Linked DNA regions of Sus scrofa: all the other regions are linked to region 1. Evidence: chromatin contacts called from public Hi-C and HiChIP or PLAC-seq data. All regions are on one chromosome and are shown on one strand. Each heading gives the region's core, a stretch centred on a gene start, on an enhancer-like site or on the middle of the called end of the contact. The rest is flanking DNA. Distances are from core to core; before and after follow the strand shown. Region 1 holds the start of ZBTB10 (zinc finger and BTB domain-containing protein 10). Region 2 holds the start of MRPS28 (mitochondrial ribosomal protein S28). Region 3 holds the start of ZNF704 (zinc finger protein 704). Region 4 overlaps TPD52 (tumor protein D52). Region 5 holds the start of TPD52 (tumor protein D52).

The links. Hi-C and Micro-C count contacts between places; a contact is called where the count stands out from the background. HiChIP or PLAC-seq counts read pairs in DNA pulled down with a chosen protein or histone mark.
Region 2: an H3K27ac HiChIP or PLAC-seq map of alveolar macrophages shows a contact between it and region 1. The contact joins the promoter of MRPS28 here to the promoter of ZBTB10 in region 1. A contact is called at or near these places in 1 of 5 promoter capture datasets (liver), 1 of 47 Hi-C or Micro-C datasets (embryonic fibroblasts) and 1 of 2 datasets of contacts at active chromatin or transcription factors (alveolar macrophages).
Region 3: an H3K27ac HiChIP or PLAC-seq map of skeletal muscle shows a contact between it and region 1. The contact joins the promoter of ZNF704 here to the promoter of ZBTB10 in region 1. A contact is called at or near these places in 2 of 47 Hi-C or Micro-C datasets (embryonic fibroblasts and epiblast stem cells) and 1 of 2 datasets of contacts at active chromatin or transcription factors (skeletal muscle).
Region 4: a Hi-C map of embryonic fibroblasts shows a contact between it and region 1, with 2.4 times the contacts expected there. The contact joins the enhancer-like site here to the promoter of ZBTB10 in region 1. A contact is called at or near these places in 1 of 5 promoter capture datasets (liver) and 3 of 47 Hi-C or Micro-C datasets (embryonic fibroblasts and mesenteric adipose tissue).
Region 5: a contact with region 1 is called in a Hi-C map of liver, with 6 times the contacts expected there. The contact joins the promoter of TPD52 here to the promoter of ZBTB10 in region 1. A contact is called at or near these places in 2 of 47 Hi-C or Micro-C datasets (embryonic fibroblasts and liver).

What each region holds. Positions count from the first base shown.
Region 1 is chr4:56,171,950-56,178,237 of Sscrofa11.1, reverse strand. It overlaps ZBTB10 (zinc finger and BTB domain-containing protein 10), which reads left to right and starts at 3,901. Exons shown (of 6, transcript XM_005663005.3): 1 at 3,901-4,955. The coding sequence starts at 3,978. It overlaps LOC110260268 (a long non-coding RNA gene), which reads right to left and starts at 3,203. Exons shown (of 2, transcript XR_002343237.1): 1 at 2,612-3,203; 2 at 1,005-2,226.
Region 2 is chr4:56,604,530-56,610,817 of Sscrofa11.1, reverse strand. It overlaps MRPS28 (mitochondrial ribosomal protein S28), which reads right to left and starts at 3,076. Exons shown (of 3, transcript NM_001185168.1): 1 at 2,856-3,076. The coding sequence starts at 3,071.
Region 3 is chr4:55,736,829-55,743,116 of Sscrofa11.1, reverse strand. It overlaps ZNF704 (zinc finger protein 704), which reads right to left and starts at 4,086. Exons shown (of 9, transcript XM_021089176.1): 1 at 3,474-4,086. The coding sequence starts at 3,968.
Region 4 is chr4:56,552,015-56,558,302 of Sscrofa11.1, reverse strand. The region is part of intron 1 of TPD52 (tumor protein D52); the gene reads right to left. Among named protein-coding and RNA genes, the nearest start is that of MRPS28, 53 kb to the left of the region's middle. Within about 2 kb of position 2,277, at least 17 of the 83 cell types and tissues checked have an H3K27ac peak or open chromatin away from gene starts, as enhancers often do. A contact at or near this core is called in embryonic fibroblasts, where this site is marked.
Region 5 is chr4:56,470,121-56,476,408 of Sscrofa11.1, reverse strand. TPD52 (tumor protein D52) reads right to left here and starts at 3,296. Exons shown (of 6, transcript NM_001244387.1): 1 at 3,220-3,296. The coding sequence starts at 3,238.

The DNA of each region.
Region 1 (6,288 bases), core at 2,652-5,151:
AAGTACTTTATTCTGGTGGATGACACACGTCAATGCCATAGACAGATTCATAGGCCATTGTCCCTAGAAACTTAAAAGGCAAAGTGCCTCTAACCAAGGCACTAAAGGACAGTCAAGTTTGACCATCAGCTGAACCAGGTATAGGAGCTTAGCCTCTTCACAGTGTAAGAGTTATCAAGGTAACCTGCAGCAGTTTTACATAGGCTAAAGTGAAATTAGGGGACAAACTGGTTGGGGATGCCCCATTCTTGAGGGGTTCCCCTGGTAAGCATAAGGGGGAATCCCCTGAAATATGGTAGAACCCCAACAGTAAATATAGGGGTTAGAGGGTAGAACAGATCCCTGCTTGCTGGTAGGAGACTGGAAGGGGTGGGGGAATTCTTAAAAACTCCATTTACAGAATAGGAGATCCCCTTCTGCTACTCAAAGTTCCCTTGTACAGGGCATTCTGAGACATTTGTGATTACTATCCTCTTGAAATTTGTTTCTGATTCCATCTTCCTTCGGGGTTTAGAAGAAGGCAACTAAATACATATCTATACATACATAATGATAAAAATAGAAATACAAACACTCGCACTGTTGGGCTGTTAGGAGATCAGTGGCCCTAACTATGTGAATCAAGTGTTGTTCATTCCTGATTAGTCCATGTTTACACATAATTCCAGACAGAAGACAATGTGGACTTTACAAATGTTAGGTAAGATATATGTCAGAGAAAAAAAAAAGTTCTGACACAACAGCTTCGTGGATCCAAGTATTTTTGGTGATTCTTGTGCTATCAGAATCAGTAAAAATAATACTAGCATAAGCTTATGTGTTGCCTGTTATGTATTAGGCATGTAAGATGAAAGAAGCAAAAGCATAACAGTTTGGGAATGGAAATAACTTTTAAAGTTGAAATAAAAAATGCTTAACTACACTTTATTTCCCATCACCTTAATCCTAGATAAGCAATAACTTCAGTAACTTCCCTCTTTTTATGGAGACGGTAGTGGTGGTTAAAATTGAATACATAATATATTTACTTGCAAAGTGCTTGGAATTTTTAAAAAATGAATTAAGAACAAGGCACAGTATTGTTATAACATTCTTCCATATATTACATAGAAGCACATGATACATACAGTCAAGCAAGCAGAATCCTCTCATTTCTCCAAGGTACAAATTAGTTCAACGTCATAGATTCTACTGTCCTAAACTTTCCAACAACTAAAACAAAGCAGGACAAAACTGTTTAAAATCCACAAACTGTACCAAATCTGAGGACCTATATCGGAATTTCAAGCTTTTTTTTTTTTCTTTTCACAAAATTCTTATTGAAATTTCAAGCTGTTGATCACTGGTGGCCAGATGGCAATGTGATCATTATTTTTTTAAAAAAACCTCCAAGTCAAAATCTTTTTGTGGCAGGTTAGTACCATCATTCTTTACATTAAAATTACATTTCATCTCTAAGGTAGAAGAAGTATTTTTTGTTTGATATACAACACTGCTCATTTCTACAGATACTAACATTACAGTGAATTAAGCGAAAACTGCTTTGAACAAATCTATACACTCAATAATATATATGCCTGGACGTTGCATGCATATGTTTGGTCCATTTAAAAATATGAAGACAAATGATATTTTATAATATGTCTGGGAAAATCCTTTCTTTAAGTTAATTTTGAAAAACATATCTCATTCCATACTCCACATGATATATTTAGAGCTTTAAATACTGTCTATTTTAAAAATAGGAATTTCTGAAGAGTACAATCATAAAATTAGAAAGCCTAAAAATCGTAACACATGCTTTTTATTAAACATATATAACTTCCCATTAATATATGATAGAAAATTAAAGCCTCTAACACTAGATAATCTACAATTGTAGTTTGTATTTCTCATTTTTTCCTATGCACATAATACATACCTCTGATAGTAACATATATCATTTTTCCACTCTTGATAATTATCTTGAACATATTTTATATTAGTTTGTGATTAAACTCTCAATACTTTGTCTTTTAAGTTATTTTTATTTTTTCCATTATAGCTGGTTTACAGTGTTCTGTCAATTTTCTACTGTACAGCAAAGTAACCCAGTCACACATACTTATATACATTCTTCTTCTCACATTATCCTCCATCATGCTCCACTGTGACTAGATGTAGTCCTTTAAGACATTTCTTAGAAGAGTAAAAAGCTCCTCCATTGCTTGAGAATATCTTTTTTACCTGAAATACAGTTGAATAAAAATAATAAAGATTTATTTCACATTTCAAAATAGTAGAGTCTAAACACTTTAAAATTGGCTAGATTTAGCTTATTCGAAATTTTACAAATAGGGGTATAAGGGCTCTAAGTTGGAAAATCTTTCCCTGAAAAACTTGACTATGATTATTACTATGACTTTCATTTCCCGCTCAATCTGTTCTTCTAATCATTCTAAATTCCATATGCAGTGTAAACAGTTAAAAAACAAGTCCTAAAAAGCAATTCCTGTCATACACACGTTCTTCTTCGGAGTCGCACACGGCGTCAGTATAAGCAGACTCCTCCCCACTCCTGGGGAAAACCCTGCCTAATATTTATAACGTTATGACATACTGTAATACTCACAAGGTGGTTGTAGAAGTATAAACACGACTGGGGTTATCTGATTGGCTGCCGGTGATGTAACACCCATGTCAATACTTCCCACTGAACGCACGTGTTCGACCTTTTATTTAAATTTCCATTTCATCACAGCAATAAGACACTCGGGGCGGTGCATTTTCTGTGAAATGATTATTGCCCTGGGCCTGAGGTGCTGCCTCGCGCACACAATGCACCAGACAAGGAGGTGTCCGTGGTTGCAATCTCCTCGCGTGAAAGGCACCGCCTGGTCCAGTCTTTGTGAAGGAACAAAATAAGTTCACTTCCTCGGGCACCGCCGCCCACCCCCAGCAAATGACACGGCTGGAGCGCGGCTCCCACCGCACAGTTTATTTCCAAAGTCCCAGGTGAACTCGTGGCGAGAGAAGGAAAATGTGCCTCCTGGGCGCGGGTAGGTGCGTGCGGGCAGCGGGGAGGCGGCCAGACCCTGACACTCGCCAGCTGTTTGTCCTCCGCGGAGCCCGGCCCCGGCCGCACACGCCCGCCCCCTCCCCGAGACCCCCAGCCCGCCGCCCGGCCTTTTGTCCCCCGCCCCTCGGCCGACTTCCTTCCCCGCGGCCGCACCCCCGCCCCCAGGCCGGAGGCGCGGCCCGGCCCCTTTCCCGGTCCCCTGGCGCCCCCACCCCACCCCAGCCCAGCCCCAAGCCCAGCCCCCCTCCCCCAGCCCGGCCCCCACCCTTTCCCCCTCCAGCGGTTACTGCTACCCCGGTGCATTGTGGGCGCACGGTCCGTTGTTCATTTGCCATTCGACCTCCGCCAGGGCCTGGTCGGACGGAAACGCTCCGCCGGCTTTATTGTCGGTTCGTTATGTGGCGGAGCCCGGCAGTTTAACGTGCCTGTCGCCCTCACCGCCTCGGAAGCCGGCGGCGGCGGCGGCGTCGGGACTCCTCGGCGCGCCGGAGGAAGGATATCTGTTTGCAGGGTCGGTGTGTGCGCGCGGCTTTAAAGAGGGGGCAGCGGAGGGTCTCCCCGCACTCCGCCTCTCAACTTCGAAGGCCCCACGCGCCCGGGCTCGCTGCTCACCTCTCCGCCGCCCGCCCCCTTCTCCGCGCGGGACGCTGCCTGGAGCGCAGCGGGGCGGGGGTGGAGGACGAGGAGGCGGCTGGAGGCGGCGGCCCGGCGGCCGGCGGCGGCGACGGACGCGTGAGGCAGCCCCGGGAACGAGCGCGAGCCGGGCGGCCGGGCGGGAGGGCGAGGCCGAGCCCCGCGAGACCGGAACGCCCGGGGTGGGGGCGGGGGCGAAGCGGAGGGGGAGCGGCGGGGAGCGCGCGGGACGCGGCCCGAGGCCGGGCGCGAGCCGGGGCACCGGGCGGCGGCGGCGGCGCGCGCCATGTCGTTCAGTGAAATGAACCGCAGGACGCTGGCGTTCCGAGGAGGCGGGTTGGTCACCGCCAGCGGTGGCGGCGGCGGCGGCTCCGTGAACAATAACGTTGGCGGGGAGGCCTCGGCTTGGCCCCAGCAGCCCCAGCCCAGACAGCCCCAGCCGCCAGCGCCGCAGCAGCTCAATGGGCGGGGGGCCGACGAGGAAGTGGAATTGGAGGGCCTGGAGCCCCAAGACCTGGAGGCCTCCGCTGGGGCGGCCGCCGCCGCCTCCGAGGAGACCAAGGAGTTGCTGCTCCCCCAAGACGCGGGCGGCCCCACTTCGCTGGGCGGCGGCGGCGCGGGGGGCCCCCTGCTAGCGGAAAGGAACCGTCGGACTCTGGCCTTCCGCGGCGGCGGCGGCGGCGGGGGGCTCGGCAACAATGGCAGTAGCCGCGGCCGCCCCGAGACCTCGGCGTGGCCCCTGAGGCATTTCAATGGGCGAGGGCCGGCGGCCGTGGAGCTGGAGCTGGACGCGCTGGAGGGGAAAGAGTTGATGCCGGACGGCGCGTCCCTGAGCGACAGCACCGAGGACGAAGAGGAGGGGGCGAGCCTGGGCGACGGCAGCGGGGCGGAAGGCGGCAGCTGCAGCAGCAGCAGGCGGTCGGGCGGCGATGGCGGGGACGAAGCGGAGGGCAGCGGTGTGGGAGCTGGCGAAGGAGAGACGGTCCAGCACTTCCCGCTCGCGCGGCCCAAGTCTCTAATGCAGAAGCTCCAGTGCTCCTTCCAGACCGCCTGGCTCAAAGATTTTCCCTGGCTGCGCTATTCCAAGGATACTGGCCTTATGTCTTGCGGCTGGTGCCAAAAGACCCCCGAGGACGGGGCGAGCGGGGACCTGCCTCAAATGGGGCACGACGAGCTTTCGCGAGGGACCCGCAACTACAAGAAAACCCTCCTTCTGAGGCACCACGTCTCTACCGAGCACAAACTCCACGAAGCCAACGCCCAGGTACGGTATACACTGCTGCTACTTTTTCAGTTTGGGGTGGTATGGGGGGGGTTATCAACTAAAAAAAACCAAAAACCTCGAAACCGCTTTCCTGAGTGAAGGCGTCTTTCCTGTTGGGAGAGAGGTGTAGGAATCTTACGGGTGGGGGTTTTGAAAGCCTGGGAACAAGTTTTCGAAAGTTATGGGGGAGGGAGGGGGAGGGGATGACAATTTTTTTCTAATCGCAGCGCTGAATTTGTTGTAACTTTTTTTAAGACTCAGATTCCTTTGCCCATCAGATTGAATCAAAAGGAAAGTTTAATAAAGCGAGGTTGATGGTTTTAACCCTGTAAGGTTGACTTTGTGGTCAAAATGTTATTAGCTGTGATTTTAGAAAAGCTGCTTCATGTTCGCAGTCTTTCAGAGTGCTGGTGGAAGTCAAATGTGGTAACTCTTTGAAGGATGAATTAAACAATATCCTTAACCTCTGACGCTACCCCTTTTAGGAGAACATCCAACCGAGAAAATTCTTTATATGTCAGGGTAATATGAAATATGAGAGCAGTCTGTGAATGCAGAGGAAGCTATTCAGCTAAGACTCCTTTTTTGTGAATAATTTTACTAATTTCATCTCCATTAAACTTCTTGTTGAACTTTTTTTAGCAAAGGCATGCTTATGGTAGTTTTTACTTGTTTTCTTAGATTTCTGTGCTGATATTTTCTATAATCCTTCCTTCTAAAACGTTTCTTATAAATGTAGTTTACTTAGCGTACTAGAAATGTTTAAAGTTATTTGTGCCAAGTAGTTGATTTGGTAGAGAATATATTTACCAAACTCCTTGAAATCATGTGCTCTTAGTTATAGAACAAGTAAGCTATACTTCAGCTCTTTTTAGCTCTTGTTTTAATATTTCTAGTATAAGTCTTAACATTTTGATAATCCCCTTTCAAGCCAAACAGATGTTGATCTGTTCTTCTAAGACTTGAGACAACCTGTGGTGGTGGATGGGATTCATTCTTTTGTATTGCTACCCAATCTTGGGTTTTACAAAGTCACCTTTCAGATACTAGTCCCTTTTTGTGTTTATTGGAGTGGTTTTGCTATTCAGAACATTTATACTGGAGTTAATTAGTAGCACAGAAGTTTCTCAGAAGTTGAGGCTTTAACTTTAAAACGTAAGGTTATTTTTCTCAGGAGGCAGTAGCAACAGTTTTTGCACAAGTTTTAGTTGCCTAAGCCCTAGAAGGAAGGTCACTTAAAGATACAAGGCACAGAAAGGTTAAGTAAATTGTCCCCAGTCTTAACAGTTCGTGGTGATAAATGAGACTAGAGTCTATAAGGAATGTTGCAATG
Region 2 (6,288 bases), core at 1,827-4,326, 430 kb before region 1:
ATCTACATCACAGCTTTCAGCAACATTGGATCCTTAACCCACTGAGTGAGGCCAGGGGTCCAACCCACATCCTCACAGAGACAACATCAGGTCCTTAAGTCTATGAGCTGCAATGGGAACTCCATATACTTATTTTTAGACCTGATAACATGTGAGATGTTATTTCTCACTTACAGTTATTCAGACATCAAACTGTGTACATCCTATTCCAATTCATCTGCTTGGCGAGATAACAAAGGCTTAAAAGAAGAGGTGATTTTTATAATAGAATTTGCAGGCAGGGAAGCTAATTCTAGGGGAAAGAACAAAGGTAAAGAAATAATGCTGTAGAGTTCCCCTGTGGCACAGCAGATTAAAGATCTGGCACTGGCACTGTTGTGGCTTGGGTTTGATTTCTGACCTAGGGAACATGCCAGAGGCATGGCCAACAGAAAAAAAAAGAAAAAGAAAAAGAAAGAATGCTTTGTTTAAGAAAGAGTAAACTATCTTTCAAAAACAGTTTTTAAAGCAGAAACCAATATATATATATAAAGTGTACTATTTTATTGGTATAAGTGCATTTTTTGAGTTCAAATTAATAGCATTTACTTAATATTAAATTTAAAATGTGAGCATGCAGTTATTTTAATAAAAATTATCAACTGGTATCGGAGGTGAGGGATAACAAAGCCAGTTCCCAATTTCCGTATTTTTTCTACTGTCCAGTATCAGAAAATCCACTTATTAATACCCCACATGCATAAGTGGGTGAGGAAACAGGCAGTGTCATGCAATGTGAGTGGGAGTGTGGTATAAACAATCCGTATCTACCAACTCAAATCGTGTGTACATTTTAACCCAGTATATATCCCATAAACACGAAAAAAAAATGTAAATGCTCACTGTAGCTCTGTCTATGTTAAGGGGAAAAAAAACAAAAAAACAAAAAAACAGAAACAACCTAGAAGCTTGTTAGCGAAGGTGTGGTTAAATAAATTACCCTATGTCCACACCATGGAATACTGAACAAGTATTTTTTCAGTGAGGTAGAGTGAGCCCTCTGTATTCACAGACGTGGAAGCTGCAGGGAGCTAACTGTATCATTTTTATAAGAAACTTGAGCATCCAGGTATTTATTGTAGAGGATCCTGGAACCAACCCCTGGCGGATATCTCAGAACAGTGTACATCTCAGAACGTGGTTGGCAGCTACAGCTTGGATTCGACCTCTGGTTTGGGAACTTCAATATGCCATGGGTGTGGCCCTAAAAAGACAAAACAAACAAAGAGTACCAATAACTTGTATGATTTTAAGTACATATATATATATATAGTTAGCTTATATTCATATATACATATATAAAATCTCCAGCAGTAGGCATTTTAAAAAAAATACACCTTCCAGGTTTGAGAAAGTGAAAAAGGTCTTTCATATTTCACATAATAACCTTCAATGATATTTAAATTCTCTTTTTAAAATAAGGAAATACTACTTTCATACTTTGCATCAGTTTTTTTTCAAAAGTCCTGATCACACAATAAAGACGAACTTTATTCATCTTGTATTATCAGGATACTCTTCAATTAAATAGATCAAGAAACTTCAAAAGATTTTTCACAAAGGTGAATTTTTATTCAGTGCCTAACAACTGCTCACATTTCTTACCATAAATATAATAGGAAAGCACTGAAAACTTCCAATAAACACTAAAATAAAACTTTCAGTTCTATTATTACGCTTAACAATTGTCTTTGCTCAGTTACCATTCTGGACTAGCGCATTTAACTTACATGCTCAAGCCTGTACTACCCTCACTTGTACAACTGTTTGTAAGCAGTCGCACAAAGACAGCAATTCAAAGACAGCCCAGGCACAACATAAGTTCACATGTACACTATGTGTACTATTCATTCATTCACCCACTTGGCAAACACGTATGCAGTGCCCACTAAAAGTCAAGCACTGTGCTAGATGCCAGGAAGTTTTCTATAATTCAGGACACTATCCAACTGTGAACTGTTTGGTACTGGTTCCCAAGGAGATAAGCACAGAAACTGAGTTTATTTTTATATTAAATTATATAAATATTAAATTATAATGCCAGACATCCAATTCCATGTCTGCTGACTCAAAAAATCTGAATAGTATTTATGTGTACTTCTTCCCTTTCATTTATCTAGTAACTCTATCGTATTTTACAAAATTATTGCCCAACAGATGGATTTTTTAAGATCATTTACAGAAAAAGAAACTGAAGCGCTGACAAGTTAAATTACTTGCGCAAGTTCGGAGCGGTAATTTTCCCATTCGCCTATCCACTGAATTAAGAAATATAAATGAAGATCCTGGCACGCCAGACACTAGCTCCATGCTGTAGCTACTGTGTAGAACACCACCACCTGCAGAGAGCCCTGCCTCTACCGGTGAGAGTCCAACTCTACTCCAGGTCCCCAGAGTCGCCCTAGACGCCGCTTTGGCAGCGCTCGCTGCTGATTTCTTTCCAGCACTCGGCTCAGGAGGACAAGTGCAAAGGAGTGTGAACAGCGGAGGCCTAGCATACAGATACCGTACAAAAGTACTACAAACGGAGGAGAATCACCACGCGCTCTGTTCCAACCACACTGCGGCTAAAACAAGTAGAACACACCGCCACCCCTTGCTCCACTCCCCACGCTGGACCTGCCCCAGCCTCTCAATCCCACCCACTTACGTCGTGCTCCGCCCTGACCCCAGCGCCACACCCCCTACGCCGAGCTCGGTCCTGGCTCCCGGAGGGACCCAAACGGCGGGCTACGCCTCCATCCCAGATGCCGGGCTCCGCCCTACCCTCCGGCCCCGCCCGCCGCCGCGTCTCTAGCGTAACTCCCGCGACTCACTCTCATCCGCCCGAACTCCGCCTTCTGCTGCAACTCGGAGTGCCGCTCCAAAGCGCTCGCGAAGCCGCCTGGGCGCTGTTTAGGCTCCGTGGACTCAGAACTTTCGCTTCCGGAGCCACTTTCAGTGCCTGTGCCTCTACAGGGCCGAGAGAAGAAAAACACTCGCAGAAAATGACTCTTTGCGGTCACAGCACGGGTCCTACACAGCGCCGCCATGACGGCTCTACAACCCCTGACCTTTGGCTTCTCCGCAGGCGCGCAGGTCACGGGGCGGAGCAACAAGAGGTCCACCTACTTGCAGAGGACTCTGGGCTTGTGGGCGTAGCCTAGTCTGTGCACCGGGGTGGTGTGATATGAGAGGCTCTTAAACCAAGTCTGGTAGTTAGAGGTTCCTTACCGGCAGCGACCCGCTAAATTTTGCATGAGAAGCTTTTTGGCTCGCAGTAATTTCGCCTTCCTATAGGTTCCTTTTACAATACTGCTGTAAATTCTGGTCATGTGACACCAGCTGGCCCCGCCGCCTGCGCCTATGCCCAGGTGGCCCCAAGGCTTGTTTCCCCACCGCTCTCCTGGTCTTTGCTTAAATGCGCCATTCTCCTTGGTTATCTTATTTCAAATTGGAACTCCAGACAGTATTGGGCTCCTGCGATTTTCTCTATACCATTTAGCGCTTCTTAATATGCCATGTCATTTACTTATAGTGATTTTGTTTAGAGTCTGCCTTCTCAATTTGTAAATCACGAGGGCAAGTATTTTGCTGCTGGATCCCCTATCGCGGGTACATAGTAGGGCTCAACCATTTGTGAAAGCCTGGATCCAAGATTGTCTTTCGTGGCCTACTCTGCAGTCAGTCCACCAACGTCACAAAAATACTAGATGTTTTTGGTTTAGCTATAATCCCTTCTAGGGAATTGAGTTTCGTAATGCCTAAATATGTACCACTAGGGGCCCCACCCTCACATGATTTTCTCCCTTTTTCTCTCACAACGTTGATTGCCAGAATTTGCCCACCCTCTTCCAAACCGAGCCTAACGCCATACTTGAAATGTTTATGAATTAAGCTGTCCATCCATCTTCTACCCAGCAGTTATCTATTAACGAGCATTTATTTATTTGGGGGTAGGCAGCAGGCACTTTTCCAGCTCATTTGCAAATCCTTTGATGGAAGGCGTTTTTATGTGTGGCCATAGTCTTTATTTTTAAATGCCTTTGACTATGGATTTTAAACCTATTTGATGTTTTCATCAACTGCATAGACAGTAGAGACAACACTGGAAGTGCATTAACCTTGAAATGGCGCTTAAGTGTATGAATGACATGTGACTTCTTACTAGCCACAGGTAGGGTAATTCTCAAATTCCGTAGGGGACTTAAATTCTACTCCAGGTGAGTTCTCCCTTTTGGTACATAAACCATTTATTGCCCCTGACCATTAATGACGTCTTGTCTGAGATATTTTTGCATTATTTTCTATGGCTGCTGCTACTCTATTTCCCTTCAGGAAAAAGTGTGGTCCAAGTTCCTATTGTGGCTCAGCGGTGAAAAACCCGACTAGCATCCATGAAGACTTGGCTTCAGTCCCTGGCCTCGCTCAGTGGGTTAAGGATCCAGCATTGTCGTGAGCTGTGGTGTAGGTCACAGACACAGCTCAGATTCTGTGTTGGTGGGCAGCTACAGCTCTGCTTTGACCCCTAGCCAAGGAACTTCCATGTGCCATGAGTGTGGCCCTAAAAAGACAGACACACACACACACACACACACACACACACACACACACACACACACGTCAGTTGTAAAGAGCATTGGCCAACTAAGAATGCATAGTTCTAGTCCTAACTCCAATACTGATGATAAGCAAGCCAATTTAATGTTGCTGGTTTCCTCACATAAAACAAAGCTATTAAACCCTATCTGAAGTTATAAAGAAGTGCTTTGCACACTTAACTAAATCAGCACCTACAGAACAAACAAGATTACTAATACCCCAGCTCTGAAATTCAACAGATGTGTTATACTCATGTCCTACTCATGTCAGCCAGATCATAAATTCCTTGAGGAATGTGACAACAGGCAATTTGGGATAAATCCTATAATTCTTAAGGTGTAAGTTTTACAATAATGTTCTACTGTATACCACAGGGAATATATATTCAATATTCTGTAATAAACCATAATGGGAAAGAATATGAAAAAGGATATATATGTATAACTGAATCACTTTGCTGTACACCAGGAACTAACAACACTGTAAATAAACTACAATAAATTTAAAAAAAAAATCTGTTTATACTGACTCTAAAAAATGTTTGTATCGACTGACTTCAGGTTATGCCTAGTAGAGCATCAAAGGCATCAAATGAAAGGGTGAAGGACTGAGCGGTCCTTGCTTATACCAGGGTCAATTGTAACATCAACACTAATGGCAATATTTTATTTCATTTTGCTTTTTAGGGCTGCACCTGCAGCATATGGAAGTTCCCAGGCCAGGGGTCGAATCAGCCACAGCATCACAGGATCTGAGCCGCGTTTGCGACCTACACCACAGCTTACAGCTATGCCAGATCCTTAACCCACTGAATAAGGCCAGGAATTGAACCTGCATCCTCATGGATACTAGTCGGATTCATCTCCACTGTGCCACAAAGGGAACTCTTAACAGCAATATTTTAATATCTTCATGGCACCTTTTGATCCTGCTCTAATCCTTGAACCACACCTTCCTTCTTGATTTATTAAAAATATAAGCTTCTGGAGGAGTTCCCATTGTGGCATAGTGGAAACGAATCCAACTAGGAACGATGAGGCTGCAGGTCCGATCCCTGGCCTCGCTCAGTAGGTTAAGGATCCAGCGTTGCGGTGAGCTATGGTGTGGGTCGCAGAAGCAGCTTGGATCTGGTGTTACTGTGGCTATGGCGTAGGCTGGCAGCTGTAGCTCCGAATGAACCCCTAGCCTGGGAACCTCCATGTGCCACAGGTGCCTGAGGGGCAAAAAAAAAAAAATTAAAGTAAAAACATAAGCTCCTTTTTTCCCATATAGTTTGCAAAACTGATAGGACACTTTGTAAAAATATTAGTAATGGCAGATGATAACAAGTGACTAAAAAGCAATTCAGGTTCTGGTTACACATCTACTAGCTGTGATCTCATCTAGAAAATGGTGACTACATCGCACCCTTGAGTAAGGAATTAAAGGAAATGAGTGTGAAATGCCCAACAGTTATTGAAAGCTCAATAAATAGTGGTTAAGTGGTTAAAGAGGTAATTCAGAAATTCATGCCTCTCGGAATTCCCATTGTAGCTTAGTGGGTTAAGAACCCAACTAGTATCCGTGAGAATGCAGGTTCAACCCCTGGCCTCACTCAGTGGGGTAAGGATCCAGTGTTGTGGCGTAGGTCAAAGATGTGGCTCAGATTTGTCCTTGCTGCGGCTGTGG
Region 3 (6,288 bases), core at 2,837-5,336, 440 kb after region 1:
AGAAAACAAAAACAACCACTTTGCATGTCTTCACTGCTTAAAACTTTTCAAGGATTTCATATTCTACTTTAAAAAGGCCCACCAAGGGAGTTCCCTCTCTGGCACAGTGGGTTAATGATCCCACTTGTCTCTGTGGTGTTGCTGGTTCAATTCCTGGTCCCATGTAGCTGTGGCATAGGTCACAGCTCTGGCTTGGATTTGATACTTGGCCCAGTAACTTCCATACGCTGCCCATGTGGCTGAAAGAGGGGTGGTGGGAGGCCCACCAGGGAGTTCTCTTGTGGCACAGCGGGATATGGATCCAGCATTGTCACTGCAGTTCCTTGGGTCACTGCTGCAGTGTGGGTTCAATCCCTAGCCCAGCCCAGGAACTTCCACATGCCACAGGCACAGTCCAAAAAACGGGGGGGGGGGGGGGGAGGTGGGGAGTTCCCTTCCTGGTATAGCAGAAACTAATCTGACTACTATCCATGAGGATGTGGGTTTGATCCCTGTCCTTGCTCAGTGAGTCAGGGAACTGGCATTGCCATGAACTTTGGTGCAGGTCGCAGATGTGGCTTGGATTCCACGTTGCTGTGGCTGTGGCACAGGTAGGCAGCTGTAGCTCTGACATTCGACCCCTAGCCTGGGATCCTCCATATGTTGAGGATGTGGCCCTAAAAAAAGCAAAAAAAGGGACCATGTTGCTGGCCTTTATCTGCCTCCCTGACATATATCTAGTTCTAGCCACACGCACTCTTTTCTCTTTCCCACCTCAAGCCATCTGCAATAGTTATTCCCTCTGCCTGGAAAGATCTTCCCAAGCTGCCTGTCTCTGATCTTAGAACAAATGTCCCCTCCTTGGGAGTTCCCTTTGTGGTGCAAGTGGAAACGAATCCAACTAGTATCCATGAGGATGTGGGTTTGATCCCTAGCCTCACTCCCCCTCCTTGGGAGTTCCCTTTGTGGCGCAGTGGAAACGAATCCAACTAGTATCCATGAGGATGCAGGTTTGATCCCTAGCCTCACTTGATCCTTTGGGTCAAGGATCTGAAGTTGCCATGAGCTGTGGTGTAGGTGCAGAGGAGGCTCAGAACCCACACTGCTGTAGGTGTAGCATAGGTTGGCAGCTGTAGCACCCACTGGACCCCTAGCCTGGGAACTTCCATATGCTGTGGGTGTGACCCTAAAAAGCAAAAAAAAAAAAAAAAAAAAAAAAGGAGAGAGAGAGAGAAACAAACAAATGTCCCCCTCCCCCTACTAACTTTCTCCTTCTCCTCCTAGACCCTGAGATTCCATGATTTCCCTCATCCCATGCATAGAAATCTCCAGTGCCGTGCTTATTTATTTGCTTGTTTGACTGACTTGTTCTGGCTCCTCGTACTAGATGTAGGCATCTGGAAGGTGCTTATTGCTGTGTTCTAGACTAGTACCTGGCACATGCTAGGTGCTCAATAAATATTTGAATATATGAATGCATAAATATGCATAAGATATTGACATGCTCATATGCATTAGAATAAAATGAATCTGGGAGTTCCTGTGTAGCTCAGCAGGTTAAGGACTCAGCATTGTCACTGCAGCCATTTGGGTCGCTGCTGTGGCACAGGTTCAATCCCTGGCCTGGGCACCTTCACATGCTGCGGGCAAGGCCAAAAAAAATATTAAAGAATAAAAATGATCCTGTTTTATTCATGAGAAAGCCTCTTTAGATGCAGTGTCAAGAATGTTTTAAAGCAGTAAAAGATTGTAAAAATTATACCTCAAATGACCCAATATATAAATTCCTAAAAAGTTATGGGCAAAACATTATAAAATGAAGCCCATTTTGAAAGAATTTAAGGGCAATTTGTTTGGAGATATGAAAAATCTTTTTTGATAGCGTGAATTATCACACCCTAGTTCTTTTGTTTTTATAGATTTGGGTTGTGGTTTTTTTTTTTTTTCCTACATTGGGTTTGCTTTGATCACAGAGCATAAATTATAATTAATTTTTTATCACAATTTGTGCAACCGCTGTTCAAATCACAAGGCATCTTTTCAGCATTTCTGGACAAAAATACTAAGGAGTCACTACTCTTGTTACTTAATGTCACCAATGCCATGTGACTTAATTCCAAACCCAGCTATATCCTGCAGTGACACAATGCAGGCTTTTTATTCGACCATGGTAATGAGTGTGTTCATGGTCTGGATTCCAACAAGCAACTGTCAAAAACTATCATCCCAAGTGACTACTGGCTGGAAATTTCTCACTCCCAGAGCTGGTACTTCCAGGGTGGTCTAGGAAAGAAATTTGTGCCATGTCTACTCTGGGGCTATTCTAAATGCTGATGTTTAACATTTCTTTGCAACTGCAATTTCATGCTTTGAGGAGCTGACTTTTTTTTCTGCAAGCCCCTGACAATTTTTTATAGTCTATATCTATTGACTTCATTTGTTTATGTTTTTCTTTCTGATATACAACAACTAGTAGTTATTCTGTTGATTTTAGGCACCACTCTTCAGAAAAATCGCTCACTCCATAGCTTACCACTTGCTGCCCTCAAAACTTCTTAGCAACATACACTGTGCATGAACCTCAACGTGGTTGGCTTTGTCCAATCACATGCCTGAAAGCCCAGCCAGTCAGTTGTGTAATAATAAACCCCTTATCTCCTGAAGATACACAAACGGAAAGATCTCTCGGTGCTTCAGTGCACAAGGGACTTCTCTAGAATTCTCAACAGAAACTCACATCCATTTTAAATGCCAATTTCCACACACACACACTTTCTCTGATTTCCTCTTTTTCTCTCATCTGCAATGTCGAAGAGAGGGGAAAAAAACCCAAATGCTAAACAATGTCGAGTTTAAACGCGCGGTGGTGGGGTAGCGGGTACTGCCAAAACCTGCCAACAAAATGCAGATACAAACCCAGGGCTTGCTTTTTGCTGTACTGGGTTTACCGGTTCCCTTACAGGCGCTTGTGATGGAAACTCACCGACAATTGTTCTTGGATGCAGACGGGGTTGAGAGATTGACAAGAGAAGCTGTTTGCTAGTTTCTATGAGCTTGACTAGCCCTCAGAATACGAGGAGGTGGACACTCGGGCTTCCTCAGGGAAGAATACCCCCTCTCACTGCCTCCTACCTCGCCTGTCCTCACCCGCCGCAGGTCCCGGCGCAGACCTGCGCCTACCTGGTCCCAACTCCAAGTTCCCCGCCTCACCGGGGAGAAGCGTCCTTTACCCGCACTCACACCGGACAGCGCAGCCGCCCCTGCCCAGGAGGAAAGGGGGAGCGGCCGCCGGGAAAGGTGCTGGGGCCCGAGCGGTGAGCTCATCAGTCCCCTCGTTCTGCCCCGCGCGGCCGCCTGCGCCGCCGGACACACCCCTCCGGGCCCGGCCTCTGCGGTCGCCGGTCCCGGCCTCAGCCCGCACCGCGCCGGGGCCCCCGGCCCCTGCCCTCCCCGCGCCAGTGGGTCCCGCGCGCGCCCCCGGACCCGGCACGCACCTTCAATGTGCCCCGGGCCGGGCCCTTGGGAAGCGCGCGACCGGGGCCGAGGGCCACGAAGCGTTCCTCGGCGTCCTCGTCGTCGTCTTCGCCGTCCACCACCTCGACGACCACCTCCTCGTCCTCGTCTTCCTCGTCGTCATCCTCCTCCTCCGCTCCCCCTCGGGGCTTTGCCTGCACCCGCCCGAGCCCCCTCCGCCGCCTGCTCCCGCCTTCCTCGTCCTCGTCTTCCTCCCCTAGCAGCAGCAGCACCGGAGACGAGGCGGCGGCGGCCCCGGCGGCCCGAGGGGGGCCGGTCCCGGCGCTGCGCGGCGTTGGTAGCGGCGGCCTCCAGCTCTCCGGGGCCGGCGCCGGGGCCGGGGCCGGGGCGGGGGGCGGGAGCCCAGGCAGCGCGCCTTCCCGGGCCGGCGCGGACGCGGGGCCGGGCGGCTGCAGCGCGGCGCTCCCCCGGCGGCTGCCCAGGCTGGAGCGCTTGGCTAGACGCCGCGCCTGCATGCCTGACCGCGGGCTGCCGGCCGCCGCCGCGCGGAGCCGGAGAGTTTGTCACCTCCCCCCTCCTCCTCCTCCTCCTCTTCCTGCCCGGGCGGCCGCTATGGTCGCAGGCGCCCGGGGCGCGGGGCTGCGGGGAGCTGCGGGGGGCTGCGGGTGCCGCCTCCCCGGGCCGCCAGCTGCCACTGGCTGCAGAGACGCGGGCGCCGCCTTCGCTGGACCGGCCTGCGGGGACGCCGGCGGCCGGCGGCTACGGCGGGGCGGCGCGGCGGCCGCGGGCGGGGGTGGGTGTGAGCGAGCGGCGCGCTGCCGCCTCCGCCGCCGCCGCCGCCGCCGCCGCCGCCCCGGAGCCACGGGCCGCGCTGCGCTCCATGCGGCCGGCGGCCGGGCCCGCGCGCTCCGGGCCTACAGCTGCCGTCTCCAGGCGCGAGCTGTTTGTGTTGTGTATTTTCCACCACCGCCCCCCTCTTCGCGAGCCATTCCTCGCAGCCCTCCGGTCCCCCCGTGCAGACAAAACCCGGACTGGATTTATTTCCCCTACCCAAAGCCTCCGAAAATCGGGTGTTTCCAAGCCTTCAGCCCAGCCGGGGAGGGGGGCGTGGGGGGGGGGCACGCTTAACGCGTGGCTGCTTATTCCTTTCCGAGGGAGGAGGATCGACTTCGCGGGAAGTAAGGTTGTTGGTCAAAGTCTGACTTTGAAGGGAGAGATTTGCCGCAAGTCGTTTAATGGTCTACCTGGCAAGGCGATTTACTCTTGAGCTTATGTGACATCGGCAACGGTGTACCAACTCGAGATTTGGGGTCAGCTCCTAACATGAATCATCAGACTCATGTGGTTGTTTGAGGTTCTGTTTCATGACATTGCCTGCTTTGAACACACCATTCTAGGCCCTGCCTGTTGGGCTCTCTTGGCACTGTGCAAAGTCTTGCAGCTTCTCGTTCTGCATTTTTACCTTGAGTGCCTGCTTGTAACAACTAAATTCCAAGAAGGCCGTGGGCTCTCACCAGTCAACGTGTAGATTACTGGCCCTTGGAGAAATCAAACAGGATGGGGAGGGGGCGGCTCAGTAATTACTTGAGGTTGTTATTTTAAAAATTAATGTGAAGTATGATCAAGTATGGAAACCAAGCGCATAACCAGCTGGACACAGAACTAAGGACATTGTCCGTTTCTAAGGATTTTTAGGTGTGAGGAAGAGAAGTCATTTGCTATTGTTTGGGGTTAGCAAACAGTAATTAATGCCACATAAGCAAACAGCTTGTATCGTAAGCGGTGTTCTTTGTACTGAAATCACAAGCCAAGTTCCACCTCTGTAGGTGAGGGCTGAGGAGGATCTCACTCATCAAATACTCTGGCAGGTGCCTCCAGGAGACTAGTGTAAACGATGTCCCCACCCTCAGCTCCCTCTCACGGTAATGACTGTGGGAGATTTAACATCACGCTTACACTTGAAGGCAGCTCATTAAATGTTCACTCAGGGTGGCTTCCAACTGTTGAACATTTCCACTGGGATGGTGACAGAGATTCTAAAATGAACTTTCTTTTCTCCCTGAATCAGATTAGCTTCCTGATATACCCATCCGGCTAATGACACTCTCATTATAATCATTAGGGCCCAAAATAGCAGTATCATGTTAACTCTCTTCTCTAGCTTATTCCTAGAGGTAGTTCCCCACAAGTCCACTCCACTGTTCTCTCTGAACTGCATCTTGAATGCACCCCTTCCTTTCCATTCCTAAAGCTCCTACGAAAATTTCATGACAACAAAAGTGAAAGTTTCAGAAGTTCCCTTGTAGCTCAGCGGGTAAAGAACCCAACATAGTGTCCTTGAGGAGGCAGGTTTGATCCCTGGCCTTGCTCAGGGGGTTACGGATCTGGCATTGCTGCAAGCTGTGGCATAGGTCACAGATGCAGCTCCAATCCAGCGTTTCTGTGCCTATGGCGTAGAATGGCAGCTGTAGCTCCAACTAGACCCTTAGCCTGGGAACTTCCATATACCTCAGGTGTGGCCCTTAAGAGGAAAAAAAAAAAAAAAAAAAAAAGCGAAAGTTTCCAACAGGCTCTCTACATCCAGTTTCTCAATAACACACCCTCCCCGACCCTGTGCAGACACAGCCATCTGATGCATCTTCCCCTAACTTCATTCAGATCAAGACATTTTCCCCTTGAACTTTTCATTGGTAAATATTCCATTCCAGAATTTAGAAAGAGAAAACAAAATGGTTTGAGCATCCTAAGAGGTGGGTGTGCTTGATCAAAGCATGGAACATCAGGGGTCAGTCAAGAAGTAAACTAATCAGTGTCAGTGAGTGTTTGCAGAGAAGG
Region 4 (6,288 bases), core at 1,028-3,527, 380 kb before region 1:
AACCTCTGAGGCGGCCTGCAGCAATGCCAGCTCCTCAGCCCACTGAGCGAGGACAGGGACTGAAGCAGCCTCCTCCCAAAGACAATGTCAGGTCCTTAATCCACTGAGTCACAACGGGAACTCCCAAGTGCCATTCATTTTAATACATCAGTAGGAAAAGTCTCCTGCTCTTAGAGGAATTTCCTGAACCTTGTAACCCGGGCTATCTCTGGGCATAACACCCTCTGTACAGTGTCTACTGTACTTAGAATGCAGCCTGCTAGGCTGGGAAACATTTGCCCTTAGCCCTGTGCTCTGATCCCAAAGCTTCAGCCCTGTACAGTATCTGGGGCACTGTGTGTGTCACACAGCAGTTGCTCAGCAGCATTCTGAATAAATAAATTGTAGGAAGACACCCTGTGGAGTTAGAAGGAGAGATAAGAACCCAATCTCCCGTCATTGTCTACACTGCCTCTCTTTTCATTTTATATATTTCCTTCCCACTGCACTGCTTTCCCCTACAAAGGATTTTCCTATTTGAAACAGACATAAAATGTCACTTTTCTTTTGCTTTGTTTTGTTTTTGCTTTTTAGAGCCACACCTGCAGCATATGGAAGTTCCCAGGCTAGGGGTCGAATCGGAGCTACAGCAGCCGGCCTATGCCACAGCCACAGCAACTCGGGATCTGAGCTGCATCTGCAACCTACACCACAGATCATGGCAACCTCAGATCCCTGAACCACTGAGGCCAGGGATCAAACCCGAATCCTCATGGATACTAATCGGATTCATTTCCACTGCGCCACAATGGGAACTCCCCAATGTCACTTTCCTAAAGAAATACCACTCTGTCTCATACATAATCTACCAAAAGATTGCTACGACTTGGGGCGGGGTACCTGTCTTCATTTATAGAGAGTGTGTACACAGCCAAACGCATGAGGGTTGAATAGTGTGGCTCAAATGACACCACAGCAGGAAGAACAGACATCAGCCACACCCAAGAAAATTCAGTTAGGAGGAAAGAAGTGGCCAGAAAAGCAGTCTAGGATACCAGCTCTTAAAGTCAATGTTAAAACACTATCTACCCAAGAAAGAATTTGTAAGATTATCATCAAGCCCTAGAAGCATCTCTGGAAAACAAAACTGTATACACCTTTCTTACGTAGTCTTCAAAGAGGCAATGAGAGTAGGAATAAGAAACTAGTGTCTCTAGGATCCTTTTCTTTAAGCACATACAAGAAGTATGTGCCTCTGTTTTTTCACCTAGGGACACCAAAAACAGTACAACATATAGTTCAAAATATCTGTAGTGGTCATATCCACAAAGATCACAAGATAAAGGTTTTTTTTTTTTTTTTTTTTTCACTTTCAAAGTCTCTGCTCAGGGCTCCAGCTTTCTGGGTCTTGTTCTTTGTTTCCAAATGTGACAAAATCCAGAAGAGGGGGAGGAATACTTGGAGGTGGCCACATCAAAGTGGCTCTCCTTAAGAGACCCTAAAAGCAAAGGATCCACTTAAGACAAAGCTTCCCAGATGTGACAAGATGGACATTTTGAGCCAGACCTTCTTGGGGGGAGAGGCTCTCTCCTAGGCATCGTCCTGGGGGTGGTCCAGGCATCCACTCAGTTAGGGTCTGCAGCAGCCCCTCCCCACACTCAGAAATAACCACCAAAATTGTCTTCAAACCTTCTCCAGATGTGGCCAGATGCCTACCCGGGGTGGGGGGAGCAAAAGTGTCCCCCCGACTTAACGCAAGGAGGTCTCTGATACCTGCTATTTGACACCAATTAATCTTTATTTTTAAAAATTAATTAATTTCATTATAGCTGGTGTTTACAGTGTTCTGTCAATTTTCTACTGTACAGCGTTTTGACCCGGTTACACATACATGTATAGATTCATCAGAAGTGATTAGACATAGTTCCCAGTGCTATACAGCAGGATCTCATTGCCCACCCATTCCAAAGGCAACAGTCTGTATCTACAAAGGGATTCGGGAGCATGGGGCCATGAAACTTGGTCTCATCTGTCACTTCCCCCTACTTGCTCATGGTGAGAACAGTCAAACCTTAGGAGAGAAAAAGGAGGCAACTCATCACTGTCGAGGTGGCGAGGAACAGGAAAGCTGAGGAAACCAGAGTCACTCCATTGGGAAAGAGCCAGGAGCCTAGGAGAGGAACTGGGCAGTGACCGGGTCATTAAAGAGGAAATTCCTGCAGGCCGGGAGCGGGGCAGGCAGCAGGGATGGAAAAAGGACAAAGAGAGCTTGCAAGTCAAATGGGACTCAGATCTGAAAGCAGTGGGGCCCTGAGCAGCGGTCAGCTTTCTGCCCAAGAAGGTCACCCTCCCCACATAAGAGTGGAGGAGGAAGAGAGATGGCTAAGGAAGAGCATTAGAATTTTCTTTCTTAACTAAAAATAGAACTACCATTTGATCCAGCAATCCCACTCCTGGGCATCTATCCAGAGAAAACCATGACTCAAAAAGACACATGTGCTCCTATGTTCATTGCAGCACTATTTGCAATAGCCAAGACATGGAAACAACCTAAATGTCCATCGACAGAGGAGTGGACCAAGAAGATGTGGTACATATACACAATGGAATTATTACTCAGCCATTAAAAGGAAAGAAAGAACGGCAATTGCAGCAACATGGATGGACCTAGAAATTATCATGCTAAGTGAAATCAGTCAGATAATGAGACACCAACATTAAATGCTATCACTGACATGTGGAATCTGAAAGAAGGACACAATGAACTTCTTTGCAGAACAGATACTGACTCATAGACTTTGAAAAACTTATGGTTTCCAAATAAAACAGGTTGGGGGATGGGGGATGCACTGAGGGTTTGGGATGGAAATACCTTCAAATTTGTTTGTGATGATTGTTGTATACCTATAAATGTAATAAAATTCACTAAGCAATAAACAAAATTAAAAAGAATTTTCTTTCTTTCTTTTTTTTTTTTTTTTTGTCTTTTTAGGGTTGCACCTACAGTACATGGAATTTCCCAGGCTAGAGGTTGAATCAGAGCTGAGGCTGTTGTCCACAGCCCCAGCAATGCCACCAGGAGAAGTGGAGGCCAGGGATCGAACTTGCATTCTCATGGATACTAGTCAGGTTCGTTACCACTGACCCACAGTGAGAACTCTGACTTTAGAATTTTCAAATGCCTCATGTGCTCCCTCCAGAGACTCCTACACTGACCCCTGAATCACTTTCACCTTTAAAAAAGAGAGAGGAGGGAATCTTTAGTCAGTTATTTCAAAGCCAGCCATCCCCTCAACTCCAGTCAAGTGTAAAACTAGGAACCAGGACACTCTATGAAACAGGGGCAGGTGCTGAAAGGTCAACCACTGAGGAACTTAGGGATCCCCAGAGGGGAACTCATTCCATCCTTCAATTTCCTCTGTAGCAATAAGAAGGTTCTACATCAATTCTGCTCCGACTTTTATTTTGTAAACCATATATGTACTATGTAAGATCTTGACAATCATGAAAAACTTTCAAGAAGTGATAACCACTTCCCTAAAAAAGAAGTGAGAATGACACAGAGTAGAAATCAAGAAAAGGAATAAAACAGAAGGAAAAGGACTCTGAGCTAAGGGATTTCCCTTTGATATTTTTCAGTGTTTTTAGAATTTCAAATAGGACAGCATAAAACTAAAATGTCAGATTTTTATATGGATCCTATTTTCTCAAACACTAGAAATAACCAAAGTGCTTTTTTTTTTTTTAAATAAACCAGGGCTAGAGTTTCTGTTGTGGCTCAGTGGTTAACGAACCTGACCAGGATCCAGGAGGATGCAGGTTCGATCCCTGGCTTCACTCAAGGTTAAGGATCCGGCATTGCCATGAGCTAAGGTGTAGGTTGCAGGTACGGCTCAGATCCCGCCTTGCTGTGAGCTGTGGTGTAGGCCAGTGGCTATAGCTCCGATTCGACCCCTAGCCTGGGAACCTCCACATGCTGAGGGTGTGGACCTAAAAAGACAAAAGACAAATAAATAAATAAATAAATAAATAAACAAACCAGGGCTGCATCTTTCTGTACATTAGAAAAGTCTTAAGAGGAAGAGTGAATCTACATAAATAACATTTGGGAAGTTACCTTGTAGATGTTCATGGAACGGAAGAGAAAATGCAGCCATGGACACTGGCTGGAGACCCCTCTGCTGTCCACACGGCAACATGGACAATTCAGGTCTAAGCGGCCCATGATGAATCAACAAACCACCCCACAGTGAGACCCTTGACCAAAGGAAAGAGTAAGCTTTGAATGATTAACCTGTTCTGTGATATCTGATACCAAAAGGTGGAGATTTCCTGTGATCAAAACACAAAATGGGGAGTTTCCTTCATGGCTCTGTGGTTAAGGAACTCGACTAGTATCCATGAGGATGCAGATTCGATCCCTGGCCTCTCTCATCAGGTTAATGATCTGGTGTTGCCTGAGCTGCGGTGGAGGTCGAAGATGTGGCTTGGATCCCGAGATGCTGTAGGCTGGCGGCAATAGCTCCAATTCAACCCCTAGCCTGGCAACCTCCATATGCTGCAAGTGCAACTCTAAAAAGCAAAAAAAAAAAAAAAAAAAAAAAAAAAAAGGGCTTAAGAACTGAGAGTGAGTGTGAGTCCCCAACTTAGGCTAAGCTTTGGGACTTGGGAACTTCTCAACACCTCTCCTGGCCTCAGTGTTCACATCTGTAAAACGAACTGCAGTGTGATTTAGTCTTTGCCAGTTCAGTTACATTTCATTCATGCATTCGTGCATTCATTCATTCATTCATTCAACCAACACATATTTGTTGAGCCATAGCTGTCAAGCACTATTCCAGGTGCTGGGGAAAAGCAGTGAACAGAAAACTGGCATCCCCTAATGGAGCCTGTCTTCCAGATTCTGCAATCAGTGTTTTGCAAATTTATAGGCTGTGAAATCCAAAGGAGCATTTTTTTTTTTTTTTTTTTTTTTTTTTTTTGTCTTTTGCCTTTTTAGAGCCGTACCAGAGGCAAATGGAGGTTCCCAGGCTGGGGGGTGAATCGGAGCTGTTGCTGCCGGCTTACACCAGAGCCACAGCAACGCAGGATCCAACCTGCGTCTGTGACCTACACCACAGCTCACAGCAACGCTGGATCCTCAACCCACTGAGCGAGGCCAGGGATCGAACCCGAAACCTCATGGTTCCTAGTCGGATTCGTTTCCCCTGTACCACGATGGGAACTCCCCAAAGGAGCATTTTTAACAGAAGAAATGGAATGATACAGAATATCAGAGTGCGCTGCACACAGGAAGGACAAGTTTTGTTTCGGAGAATTCTGCTTCAGCTATTGACGTTTATATCCATGAGGGTTGTAGATCAAGACGAATAAGGCATTTTTCAACGTGGGCTGCTTGTACCAAGGGAGTATTCAAGTGCCTGATAAAAGATCTCTTTTTGTGCCAGCAACTGGTCCTTCACTGGGATTTCTTCTTAGGAACCTTCTGCCCACTGATTAGATCTCATTACTTTCTCAGTTGCCCCACAATGGTATTTTGGATAAACATCAAAGAATATGGTGTTCAGATCAGTGTTTCCAGCCTTTCTGAGAAGGATTCCTTTTAACAGCAGTTCTTTCTGTGCACTATTACTTGTCTGCTGATTAGAAAAATACGTAGTGGTCGGCAGCTTCTGAACAAACTTTTTTTTTTTTTGCTTTTTTTTAGGGCCTCACTCTAGACATATGGAAGTTCCCAGACTAGGGGTCAAATAGGAGCTACTGCTGCCAGCCTACACCAGAGCCACAGCAACTTGGAATCCGAGCCACATCTTTGACCTACATCACAGCTCACGGCAACACCGGATCCCCGACCCACTGAGCGAGGCTAGTAATCAAACCCACATCCTCATGGATACTAGTCAGATTGGTTCCGCTGCGCCACGACAGGAACTCCTGGATTTATAATATATGTTTCCATCCTAAGAGCTCCTATCTAGGAATACAAAGGCTGCAAACACACAGAAGACAGGGAGTTCCCATTGTGGCGCAGTGGTTAACAAATCCGACTGGGAACCATGAGGTTTCGGGTTCAATCTCTGGCCTTGCTCAGTGGGTTAAGGATCCAGTGTTGCCATGAGCTGTGGTGTAGGTTGCAGATGCGGCTCGGATCCCGCGTTGCTGTGGCTCTGGCGTAGGCTGGTGACTACAGCTCCGATTCAACCCCTAGCCTGGGAATCTCCATATGCCACGGGAGCGGCCCTAGGAATGACAAAATAATAATAATAATAATAATAATAATAATAATAATAAAGAAGACAGTATTCATTC
Region 5 (6,288 bases), core at 2,047-4,546, 300 kb before region 1:
TTCCCCAGTCCCCTTAAAATAAAGCTTTTGGTGTTGTTGTTATTGTTTTAATTCAAACACAGATAATGTGCCTAGTGGCTAAGTGGCTGTCACTTCAATATAATGGCATTAAACTCAGGTTATTACTAACATGAGAGTACTCAGTACAATTATCTATTCGGCCCCATAAAAGGTAGTCGGGAGTTTTTTTGGTTTGTTTGTTTGTTTTTTTTAACACAATGTATTTCCCGTTAACAGGCCACACTGAGCTTTCAAAGTGGGCAATGCCACACACGTTAAGTGTGCTATGCTAGGCTGAACACGCAGACACTCCTGGGAGACACTATGCAGTTTAAGGTATATTTTGAATCATTTGATGCTGACCGCTTTCAAAATAAGCAGAGTATTGGATACAAAGTCTAGGTATAGGAGAAGGTAGGAAAAACACTAGAAACTCAGGTTGATACTGAAAAGCATTGACTGGATGGGCAATGGGGCCTTACTACACAGCACAGGGAAATGTGTGTGGTTGAGTCACTTTGCTGTACAACAGAACTTGAAAAAATATTGTAAATCAACTATACCCTAATAAAAAAAATGTAAAAATACATCATTGAAAACAAAGGAAATGTTCCTTTTAAAACTTTATAGCTCTGTTAAAATCAGTAGCAAAGAATAGAGTTTGCCAACTTCATTCAAGAAGGGAGGTACAAGGGGACATTTCAATAGAGATATGCATTGAAAACAAGAGGTGGGGCATTTAATCTTGCATCTAGTGTTTTTTTGGGTTTTTTTTTAAGGGACAAACAAAGCAAACTCCATGCATGTTTAAAAAAAAAAAGTTTAAAAAAATCCTGCAATGTTCTGATTTGGTTTTAGATACTTTGAAAAAAATCACAAATTCAAGAGACAATCACAGAGTTTTCTAAACCATATTTCAGCCAACAGACATTGCTGGCGAACCTTGTTTACAGAACCACATGCCTTCTTTTTCACTGACCCAACCTCTCTATTAGTTCAAAGGCCTGACAGGTAAAAACTCACCTTCTAAGCCCAACCCAGCCTCATCAGCAACCTTCTCCGCCCAACCAGAGTTCTGCTTCTTTAAAACACAGAGGAAGGGCAGAACAGGAGGAAGTGGGGAGCCAGTGACCAACTGAGCGGGACAACTGAGGGTCTAACAATTGTGAGGTGCTGGCTCTTGGGCACCTTTCTCTTTCATCTGAGGCAGCCGATTGATATTTCTGAATACCTACTATGTAACATAAGAGGCAAAATAGACAGGCAGAAGGAACCAAAAGGATAAGGAAAAGCCACGTAGTCATAAGTCAGCAAAGCAGCGCACACCAGCCCAGGCAGGTGGCTTGTCTTTCATTTAGAGTCTCCAGATTCTTCACTTTAAGAGGATGGGTTTCCCTCACCCTCCAGGAAGAACAATTAAAAGCAAGGACTAACATGACTAACAAATATCCCGACCAAAGAAAACATCTGAAAATTAGAGACAGAAAAAGACCCCTCTTATAAACCAAGAATTTATTACATACGTCTCAGACACACACATCCACACAAACTAGTCCTCCCAAAACCCCATAAAGTACAGCAGCAGATTGGAATATTATAGAAGTACTAATGGCTGTGATTCTTACCATCTAAACTAGAATACAAAAATCTAATAAAATCAGTCACTCCATTCAACCTAAGTCAAACAGAGCTATTTCACCCACTTTGACAAGTACCATAGTTACATATTCTAAATACATCATTATGTTAAATATGACCATGAAGACACATACGAATACACACGTTCATATGTTTGACACCCTCACTGCCCCCATTACGATACAAATAGAAAAATGCTGGCTTATGTGGTGGCCCTTAGGCCTTCTTCTAACAATACATACAAGACCTGTGGGGAACTTTCTGACTCAAATATTTAAATATCTACCATGTGGAAATCACCAGGTTACCCAATGTAGACAAAGATGAAGTATTATGCTTCTAACCTCAGGAAGTATAAAGTCTAGACAATATGCGCACACACCCACACACATATATACACATATATAATGCATTACATATATACTATATATTACATACTGTATAAAATGTTTATAATATAAGCATTCATAGGTTAGGCGTGAGATTAACTTGAGGGTGGGGAGAAAGGAAGGGTTGGAAGGACCCTGAAGATTCTATCTTACAACTTATCAAAAGTAAAATACAAAATAGTATATATGGCATACGGTTTTATCTAAATAAAAACTCACATGCATGAAAGTAAATACTGGAGGGTAAAACCATTTTTTAAATGAAAATGGTTGTGACAGGACTCAAAATAGGAATAATTCCTAACCCCACTTTCTAAAATTTACCATTATAGTGTTATCTTCATTTTAGCCTTTATATATCTCTTTAAAAGCATGCCACGAATCTGTGTGCAGTTGCTGGGTTATTATCAGCAAAGATCTCTATGATGTAGCAATAATTTAAATCTGAAAACGTTGCCCGACTACTGCCAGATCTCTCTTAATGAGTCTACAGGAGGCAATTTCACTTGAGATACTATTTTCAGAAACAAGTGCATCCAAAGCTAGAGTAATCAGACTAAGGGTTTTGTGTTGGGTGGGGGTTCACCTTGATGGGTAAAAGAGAACTTTTCCTATGAAAATCTCCCAGCCTCCAAATAAACCGAGAGACACCACTCCACATGTTAAATGTTTGCATCCAGAACCATCGCAACGGGCTCAAACGCCACCGAAAATCCTAAACACGTTAGTAGAAGAGGGCAGAAGAGTCTTGACACGCGAGGTGGGGAGGATTTCATGTTCCCATCTTGATGAGCGAAAAGACCCGCTGTCCTCAGACCCTCAGTTTCCACCGCTTACGGAGCTGGCTAAACAGTACTCCCCGGCGCTGCTTTCTACCAAAGCGCATCTCAATCTGCAGCCCCGGCTCGGTGAGCCCGGCGCCAGCCCTTCGCCGCCTCCCAGAACCTTCTCTTTCTTTTTCTTTCTGCTGTCTCGCTCCAACACACTCGCACACCCTCGCGGCCCCATCCGCCCTCTCCGCTCCCTGCAGCTCGGCCGCACCAGGACGCCGGATCTGGATCCTGGAGATGTAACTTGCGGCGCGGGCAGCGAAGGCTCTGCACCTGCCTGGGCGCCAGGCCGCGCACCGCCCCGCGCGGCCCCTACCCCGACCCGCACCCGGACCCCGCGCCCAGTCTGGAGGCTCCCTCACCTTGCTCGCCGCGGTCCATGTCTCCCGCCTGCCGGCAGCCCGTCCCGGATCGGCTCGTCCGCCCGCCCGCCCACGGCGCCGCGCTCCTCCTGGCCTCCGCTGGCAGCTCCCGGGAAGTCTCCTCCCCCAGAGGCGTCGGGCGCGGTGGCGCCGCCCGCGCGCGGTCGGGGAGCGCTTTCCCCGGGCGTCACCCAACCACCTGACCCCGCCGGCTGGTGCGCTCCGCCGCGTCGGCGCGGGAGGACGGGCGAGCCGGGCAGGGCGGGCGGGGCAGGGCGGACGGCTGAGAGCAGGCAGGAACTCGCCTGGGAGCAGCAGGAGGAGGAGGGAGGAGAAGGAGAAGAAAGAGGGAATGGGGGCGGGGAGGGGGGTACGACGAAGACTCCGCATTAGCGTAGAGGCTGCATGGGGACCACTTGGGGACCCCGATGGCGTGGGCGTCCACCGCCAAGTTATCACATCAGAAGTTTCCTGGGGGGCACTGAAATGGCCCTTTCTCTGCCTCCACGATTACCTGCTCTTCTCTACTTTAGTGGCAAACACAGGAAGGTTATTTAGAAATGCCAGCGGCTCTTTCTTCCTTTCTATTGTTCAAATTCTTCTACTCCCAAAATCATACCCTAAGCTATCTGCAAGACTGGTCCAAAGCAAGCAAAGAGGCGAAAATTGCAAAGAATCTCTCAAACGATGTAGTCCTGTCTCCTTCACGGAGAGTGTGGGTTTTCGGTGACAAATTAGGTCGATTTTCATGCACTAAAATCTGACTGTTTGCAGGATTAAGAACAATGTTTTGAAATGAAGCAAATGAAATGTTAAAAATAAATTGTTAACCAAAGGGTAGAATTATCAACAGGGACCATTTGAAAATACATTTGAAGGTTTCATGACCATTGATCAAAGGACAGTTTGAAGTTCCTGTAAGAAAACTTTTCCTTATTAACACAAACACTCTACTTACGAAGTGTTCTGCAGTTACTGGTCCTTCGTGAAGTCACTCCTTCGAAGGTAATACCCGAATTTCCTAAGCCATCTGTATCCGCTAATAGGACAAGCTTCTTTTTGGTGCTACGTGGAGATTCTAGCTTGGCCTTCAGCGGGCAGCTTTGCCTAGTACTCCACACGCACTAGACTCGTGTTAATATTTTGAAGTTACCTGAAGCCACTACATGTTTTCTATCCGTTGCAGTGTGTAAAATGCAGCTCTTTCCACTTGATATTTGTCTTCTGGTAAGGTTTGTTCTGTCTCCCTCAACCAGAGGAGACCTTTGAGTCCTCTTTGATTTCTCCTTCTCCCGCTGCGCTTGGCTTGGCTTGCTTTCTTTACTGCTAGCGCTCGTCTCCCAGGCCAGCCTGCCACAGCTATAGGTCTATCTGTTTCACAGCCCTGCTGGGTTTATCTGTTTCACAGCCTAGCAGTTTATAAGGTTAGAAGGAGGTTAAGAATCATTTAGGTTAAGAATCATTTCGGGTCTTTTTTTTTTTTTTTCACTGTTTTAACTATGCCATGCATTTACTCAATCTTGTAAGTTTATCTTCCAGGTTTAAACTTTTTTTATATGAAAGTTCCCAGGCCAGGAGGCGAATTGGAGCTGCAGCTGCTGGCCTACACCAGAACCACGGCAACCCTGGATCTTTAACCCACTGAGTGAGGTCAGGGATCAAACCCTAATCCTCATGGACACTGTGTTGGGTTCTTAACCTGCTGAGTCACAACAGGAAATCCCAAGTTGAAATTTTAAAACAAAGTATATTTTGTCTACCAACAGCCTAGTGTTTGTAACAAAGAGGTGCAATAATATGCTTTTTCAAAAAAGGCCTTTAAAAAATAAAAAATAAATAAAAATGGCCTTTTAAATGTAACAGTAGGTAAATTTTGGCATTGGCAGGAAATTCTATAACGTGGTTAAGAGTTTTTGACTAGCTGCTGCTCAGATAAAAGCTGGAAAGACAATCTCTCAAACTATGGACTAACTTGTGGATAAATAAATGGCACTCGTGGAGTTCCCATTGTGGCACGGCAGAAATGAATCGGACTAGGAACCATGAGGTTGAGGGTTCGATCCCTGGCCTTGCTCAGTGGGTTGAGGATCTGGTGTTGCTGTGAGCTGTGGTGTAGGTGGCTCTGATCTGATGTTGCTATGGCTGGGGAGTAGGCCAGCAGCTGTAGCTCTGATTCGACCCCTAGCCTGGGAACCGCCATTTGCCACGGATGTGACCCTAAAAAGCAAAAATAAAGTAAAAATAAATAGCACTTGAAAATAGTATTGGTTAAAAATACTATGTATTAAATTCTATTTAATTTTCTAGATAGTGATGAATTTGTTCTGTATGTTGGAAGAAAAACATGCCTTGTGTTCTGAAGAATTTATATGCTTGTTCACATCTGTGGCATAGATGGTTAATAGCTTACTCCATATCCAGCTTTCCCATTTTGCTTCCTGCAAGAACCCAAATATTGTTTGGGGTAGTAGTGTGTCCAGCTAAAACACTGGCCACTGAAGCCTCCCTGGTAGCTGGGGGTTCCTCTCTGACACATTAATCACCAATGAAATATGAGCCAAATTTGGAACTTCCAAGAGATTATTTGAAAAGAAAGACTTTGCTAGACCTAGAGATTATCATACTAAGTGAAGTCAATCAGATAAAGACAAATATCATATGATATCATTATATGTGGAATCTAAAAAAAAAAAATATATATGGGAGTTTCCATCATGGCACAGGGGAAACAAATCTGATTGGGAAACATGAGGTTGTGGGTTCGATCCCTGGCCTTACTCGGTGGGTTAAGGATCTGGTGTTGCCATGAGCTGTGGTGTGGGTTGCAGGCGTAGCTCGGGTCTGATGTTGCTGTGGCTGTGGCACAGGCCATCAGCTGTAGCTCTAGTTGGACCCCTAGCCTGGGAAACTCCCCATACCATGGATGTGGCCCTAAAAAGATAAAAGATGAAAAATAAATAAATTAAATAAAATTAAAGATAAATAAATAAATAAAACTACAAAGAAACTTATTTATAAAATAGAAACAGACTCTGAGTTCCTGTCCTGGCTCAGCAGTAACAAACCTGA